Linked DNA regions of Zea mays: region 1 is linked to region 2. The links are chromatin contacts, called in public Hi-C maps. All regions are on one chromosome and are shown on one strand. The core of a region is the stretch at or near the end of the contact, and the rest is flanking DNA. Distances in the headings are between cores, read along the strand shown.

Region 1 (3,465 bases), core at 513-3,012, 97 kb before region 2:
CATTGGATTTGTGACAGAAGTGCATTTGTTGCATTTTTAATGAATTTGCCTGTTTAATCAGCAAAATATCATTACAGAATATGGCAGTTCAAGTTGTAAAATGCTAGATCCTATTTCAACAGAATTGCAGGACCTCCGTATATTAATATGGGAAGCACAAGGGTACATTATAGACTGGGCGTCAAATAGTTGCTTTTATGCTACAAACAGATGATGCTACAGAGTTGCAACACTTATTGTTTAAGATGAACATGATGCACTTTTGCACTGATGTTGCTTAATCCACAATTATGCAAGATGCTGTGTATTGTGGCGCTTAAATGCTAGATTGCTAGGTATCGAGATAAATTGCAAACCTGTAATGACTACATCTCTCAAATTCTGTCCATGAATGAGGCTCCCAAATCGTGGTCCTTTGCGCTCCCGCCCATACCCATATGACGGTAATGCTGGCATCAATGGCCAGTACTTCTCATCCTGTCCAGAAAACATCACAATGCCAGTTAAATAAGCTCACAATCTGAAATGTGGGCATTTGTGCCCCCAAATAAGCACCATAGGCATCTACCAAACTCTGAATGCATGCTAGTCTAGAGTCAAGATGTTTTCAGCACAAAGTATCGCCGTTTTGTTTCATAAAATCTTTATGTTTTTGCAGAAGTGGTGAGTTCTTCTGAGAGAGTAGGATGCAAAATATTTGGATGACAAAATGGGAAGAATGAAAAACTGGTCGAAGGATTTCTGGAAAAGGACTCAAGATTTAGATGTGGAGGGCGTCCTTTAGTTTTGTTGTTAGTTGCTCTATGGTTTTTGTTTGTAATAGTTCGCTTGCCGTTAGGGCCGGTTTCTGACGTTTTGGAGGAGTGTTTTCTTGTTTTCGCATGCTGGTAAACCCAGCAGCAATCAATTCATGATGTTTGTCGTCAACTAGCCAAATCATAAACTATTCTACTGGAGAATAAGTTAATAACTAAGCAATTTCCGCACGACATGAAAGCAGCATTAACTTTTGGTTGGAGGCTTGGAGCGTAGAAAATGCACACGAGAAGATCTATCTAATTACTAAAGCCCCACGGATAAGTTCATAGAAACAGTAAACTCTTTACCGTAATGCCAAGGATTTCCGCGCCCTCGGCAAGAAACAGCGTCATGTGGCTGGTGAGGTTGAAGGGTGCCGTGAGCCAGCGCCCGGGTGGCACATTGAGCTGCCCGCCGCCTCGCTCCGCGAGCGCCGCGATGGCCTCGACAGCACGCTCGAACGCCGCGGTGTTGACCGCCCGGCCGTCCCCGACGGCGCCGAAGTCCGTGATGTTGTACGCCGTGGGGCGGAGCCGCGGCGCGGGGCGCGGCGGCGGAGGCGGCACCGACAGGAGCCTGAGGTACCCTCCGCCGCCGGCGCTGCCGAAGGACATGGAGGCGCTCTGCCATAGGAACACGAGCGCGAACCCGACGACCCACGCAGCGGCGAGCAGCGCCTTGTTGGCCGCGACGAAAGCGACCGCGCCACGGCGCTGGTAGAGCCTCCCCCCGCCCGTGTCCACCATCGCGCCGTGCGGTCCCTGCGTGCCCCCCTGTAGCAGGCGGCGGCACGGCGGGGCTCCGCTCCTCCGAGATCTCGCGACCTAGGTCGGAAACGGCAAAGCGCGGCCTTGGCTCAGTCGGTGGCGCAGGGAACGAGGGTCTCGTGCTCCCGGGGGAAGGCGGGCCGTGGGGGAGGGGGTCGGTGTGGGAGGGCAAGAATTTCCGCCATCGGAGGTTGGTGAGGAGGTTTTATAGGATGCGGCAGAAGCCGTTTGAGTGAAGCCGACGCGATAGGTGGTGGGATGGCTGCCGCATTGGGCCTGTGCTCCTGGCTCCTCCCCATCTTGGGTGGTTGTGTACTTGTGTGCGCCGCCGGGCAGTGGAAGAAGATGGCCAAAATTACTATGCTGCCACTGTGAACCCTGGATACGTATGGGCCCTTGGATGGAGATCGAACGGTGAAAGATACGTATACTTTGTTCTTGTTGATGATGATGGATTAACCTGCTTGGTGCAGGCGGTACGAGTAGGGGTCCTTGGCTGCCCCTTAAACTATACATACAATACGTAGTTGTCCCCCCACACTAAGGTTTGAGTTTATTTTAGATCAACCTTTAATTGAACAACCATTGTTATCGGTTGTGAAAACTTACGTTTGTGATCTCATTTATACATCTGTTGGTGCCATTTTCATTGCGCTGTATATTTTCGAGTTTTTTTTTTTGCTTGTGTTGTTCGTTTGACATACATGGATTAGGTTTGTTGGCGAGCTTAACTGAATTACTGACAAAGTTTCGTAGTGCTTCAAGCCCCTCTACCGCTGCCGAGTCTACGAAATCTCGCTAGAGCTTCTTCTAAAATTTTAAGCGTATATATATAACGTAGAAGGTACTTCTATACTACAACGATTTAGTTCAATCCATTCTAAAAAAAATTATGGCTCCGTCACTGGATATGTCGTGTTCCACTAAAATGAAAATGATTTATAATATGATGGAAGTTCGAAAAAATCGTCTCTACCCCCCACCCCCCAAACAAATTTTCTTGTAGTTGGACAACAAGACATGCAAAACAGCAAAGGTCTCCGTTCTTGCTTTTGTTCTTCATTCAGGTGGCAGCTGCTGGCGGCTAGGCTACTCACGGCAGCATCGTAGTACAAGGCCTTTTTTCTCCCTGCAGCTCATCCACATTGCAGATTTGCAGAGGGATAGTTTGGTGTGAGCTGGTGGCCATTTCGCCGTCTCCTCCTGACTTGGGTTTGACGCAGCCAGCATAGCAGGTGCTCGTGCTCGATCTTTTGGTGACGGAGACGGACGGGTGAGCCGTTCCTGTCGTCGTTAGGCGAATAAAGCTCGCCGCCGATCAGCATCACCACTGCAGCGGGTCAGGGAAAACACAACGCCCGTCCTTTGGGTTATCCTGTGCACCTACCTGACGTTACAGATGCATCGATTGCAAATGCTGCGGATGAGGGGCAAGGGGGCCAGTACAGCAGAGGCGACGAGCTTCTCGTCATCAACTTTAGTTTCTAGAACATGAACTGTGTAGATCGACAGAATGTATTCGTTCCGAGGGAAAAAAAAGATCCAAATTCTAAGGCCTTGTTCGTTTCTGTCGGATTGGTGGGTCGGAACGATTCTTGACCGGATTGCTTCTCTAATTTATATAAACTTTGATTAATTGGAACTATTCCGGGTGCAATCCGACGGAAACGAACAAGACCTAAATTGAAAATATGGATCTACTACCTTTTAACTTTTTATGGCACTATACATCTTTCTACGACATACACCCGTATACAGTCGATTTTTTTATTGATGGTTACGATTTTTTTTTGTACCAACGGTTAATAATGCATAGGCGCTTGTAAAAATAAAGTTATGCGACCATAGTTATGAACCACCAATGCAAATACATATTTAGTGACGGTTTTCTTAAGTCTAG
Region 2 (3,371 bases), core at 328-2,827:
AGCCAAACTGGATCTTGGGCAGCACCGGTGGTCGACGACCACCCTGTGCTCGCCGACCTGGATCTTGGGCACCACCCAGTTCGCCAGCGCCAAGTCTCGCCGCTCTTTGCCAACGTCCACGGGCCTCATCTCGGCACGGTGCAGCACACGAGGTCACGAGTGCCCCCCATGGCGCACGCGTCCGGCGATGCGAGGAGGAGGGAGAGGCCAAAGTCACCGAGGCACGCCCGCATGTCGGCCTCCACGAAGATGTTGGACGAGGTGACGTCGATGTGCACCACGGCGGGCTTCATGCCAAAGTGGAGGTTCTCAAGCGCCGCCACGATCTAGGCGACCATCGCGAGGCGGGTCCGCCTGGGGAGTGGCTGCACAGCGGCACTGAGCATGCTGTTGGGGACGAAGTCATAGACAAGGACGGCGCGCTGTTGGGCGAGCGCCAGGAGGGAGCGGTAGGATGGCGATAGCTAGGGTTTGGCGGGCGTGAGGGGATGAGGGCGGCTGGCGATGCGGAAGGAGATGACGACGGATTGGATTAGGGTTGCCAGCGGTTTGGGCATGTAGGATGATTTGGGGGCATGCAGTGGGCGTGGACGTGGGGCATGTTATCAACGTCATAAATCGTGCGTTTTTTTTTGCGTAAATCAGATACATAATAAGTGTAAATGTTCTCGATGGTGCGTCTAGATCATCTGATAGGGCGGTCAGGTGGGGGTGGTCGGAGCTTTCTCTAAATAGAGAGAGCCCTGGGCTCCTAATTAATACATAAACTATATATATATATATATTCACTGTATAGATCTATACTTGTGGAGATCAACAAAATTAATTTCTTACGATTTTTCTACAATTTACTATGACTTTTTAAAAGATTCAGCCAAAATAAACAAAAAAAACAACCAAAATAAACAAAAAAAAATTAGCAAGGAAAATAGCCAAAGAGACCATGTGTGCGATTTTGAAAGATGAGGATTGAGGAATGAGGTATATTCGGTTTTACACTTGATATAGAGAAAAGCTGATTTTTGCGATCGTTGAAGGAGGTAAAATTATAGAGTTTTTCCTACTAGTTGCCATGATCAGGATCATCAGATTCGATTAGCGAAGTTTGGGGATAACTGAACTCAGGTTCACAACTTGCATATATATTTGGATGGTACGGAGTTTGATTATAATGAGCAAGCGTACCCAACCTGCTCTTGTTTCTCTTTCCCATGTCTTCATATTATATTTTCACTATGTATAGCAGATCTACTAATGTGTTCCAAAACTACACTTGAAAGTGACTACCAGCACCAAGAATGATCATTTCATGGGTTTTATCGGCCAGCCTTGCTTTTTTGACAGATGAGCAGAAGCCATTGGATGAGTGAGCTGGACAAAAGCTGGATCGATCACGGTGAGCTGAATTGTCCTCCTCGTCAGTCATCGATCGAGAGATGTGCCATGTGTTTGTTTGTCTAGCGACTAGCGAGAGAGAAGAGAACCACATGTAGTACATACGTAGCCTCAGGCGTTTCTGTGGCTCCGAGAGAGGGCGGCGAATCTTTGGGGGGCTGGAGCTAGCAGATAAGATCCTGCACGCCCGTCACTGTGTGCTGTTTTTCTAGGATGGAACGAATCAGCAGCGGCCCGCCCTCCCTATCGACCACATTGTTAATTAATACGCGCACGCACGTGCTCAATATTTCTGTGCCGATGGATGCGGTTGCGGCCGGATTGTCATGTCTGATAGGCAAGCCAACATTAACTTGGCCGTGTGTGTGTATATATATATATATATATATATATATATATATATATATATATATATATATATATATAGTATATTAGGAGTCCTAGGCTTTCAATAACTAAAGGAAGCTCAGGCTAGACAGTGCAATCCGGTCGAGCCAGACCAGGTCCAGACATCTATAAAAGAAAAAATCCGTAGTGCTAGGGATCAGTTTTTCACGCTCATCTCGATTCATTAGCGACGGCGGTTGCCCGATAGCACGCGCGACAGTGGACCCTCGGCCGATGGCTGTGGTGGTCGCGGCTCCCCGACCTTGACATGCGGTGGCGGCGGTTCCCAGGCCGCCGGCGGCGGCCCCCGATCCAGAGGGCGAGCGACGGCAGTGCCCTTTTGCGATATTAGGAGCCCTGGGCTTTCAATAACTAAAGGAAGCCCAGGCTAGACAGTGCAATCCGGTCGAGCCGGACCAGGTCCAGACGTCTATAAAAGAAAAAATCCGTAGTGCTAGGGATCAGTTTTTCACGCCCATCTCGATTCATTAGCGACGGCGGTTGCCCGATAGCGCGCGCGACAGTGGACCCTCGGCCGGTGGCTGTGGTGGTCGCGGCTCCCCGACCTCGACATGCGGTGGCGGCGGTTCCCAGGCCGCCGGCGGCGGCCCCCGATCCAGAGGGCGAGCGACGGCAGTGCCCTTTTGCGGTGGCGGTGGTTCCCAGACCGGTGGCCGCAACTCCATTACCTCGACGCGCGGTGGCGGAGGTTCCTCGATCCGGAGTAGTGGCGGCGGTTCCCCGATCCAGAGGGCGAGCGACAGCGAGGCCTTTGTGCGGGCAAGCGGCGGCGTCCCCGAAGCCCCGAGGAGGCGGCACTTCCAAGGCCGACGAGCAAGCAACGCCCGTCGACGTGCGAGCGACGGCGACGCATGAGGCGCGATGTTCGAGCGAGCGACGTCACGGAAGGCGCGAGATGCGCGCAACGATGATCGCGCGTGACATCCTCCGATCCGGCGCAGTTTTCTTTTCGATTATTGTGTTTTATGCCTACCACATGTATTATTTACGCTAAAAACTGTACGATTTTATGCTTGAACACAGAGTTCGTATATCGGTTTACTGCATGCACATTGGAAAGACAATTCCTTGATTTATGTTGTTCGTAATTTGCGCGCATGCAATGGAAACTCCCACGTTTTTGTCATAATTTTTGGATCTGTATAAAAATAGAAACCGCATGCATACGGCTGCCATGTTTTTCGGATCTGTCATAAAAATAGGATCGTAATAACAACCTACTAAAGCTATCAACCTTTAATTGACTCGGTATTTACGCTTATAATTGAGGGATTTTATGCTCAAAACTTAAGGTTTTTACGCTCCACCCGGAGATGCGTCCACCAGTGAACAACATGCCAGATTTTTTACGCAGTGTAAGGAATTACATAAATACCTACACCGTGTAGTATAATTTGTTTTAGTATACATCATAAACTAGTTCTAATGCGTTTAGCTGCATGGTTGTTGGAGGGATCCTATATTTATGAAGGAAATAAAACATTAAATGCGATTTTTTGTTTCTATGCATGCAATTCATTTTCTTTTATTGCATATTCTTTCCATCATAAATTCGTGTGCATGCAGCT

The links. A called contact is a pair of places that touch in the nucleus more often than the background predicts.
Region 1: a contact with region 2 is called in a Hi-C map of bundle sheath, with 6 times the contacts expected there. The contact joins the promoter of LOC100272705 here to the enhancer-like site in region 2. A contact is called at or near these places in 5 of 25 Hi-C or Micro-C datasets (bundle sheath, endosperm and leaf).

The regions. Positions count from the first base shown.
Region 1 is chr4:181,697,014-181,700,478 of Zm-B73-REFERENCE-NAM-5.0, reverse strand. LOC100272705 reads right to left here and starts at 1,762. Exons shown (of 5, transcript NM_001147158.1): 1 at 1,107-1,762; 2 at 357-477. The coding sequence starts at 1,544.
Region 2 is chr4:181,599,702-181,603,072 of Zm-B73-REFERENCE-NAM-5.0, reverse strand. No RefSeq gene overlaps it. Among protein-coding and RNA genes, the nearest start is that of LOC118476987, 17 kb to the right of the region's middle. Within about 2 kb of position 1,577, at least 9 of the 20 cell types and tissues checked have an H3K27ac peak or open chromatin away from gene starts, as enhancers often do. A contact at or near this core is called in bundle sheath and leaf, where this site is marked.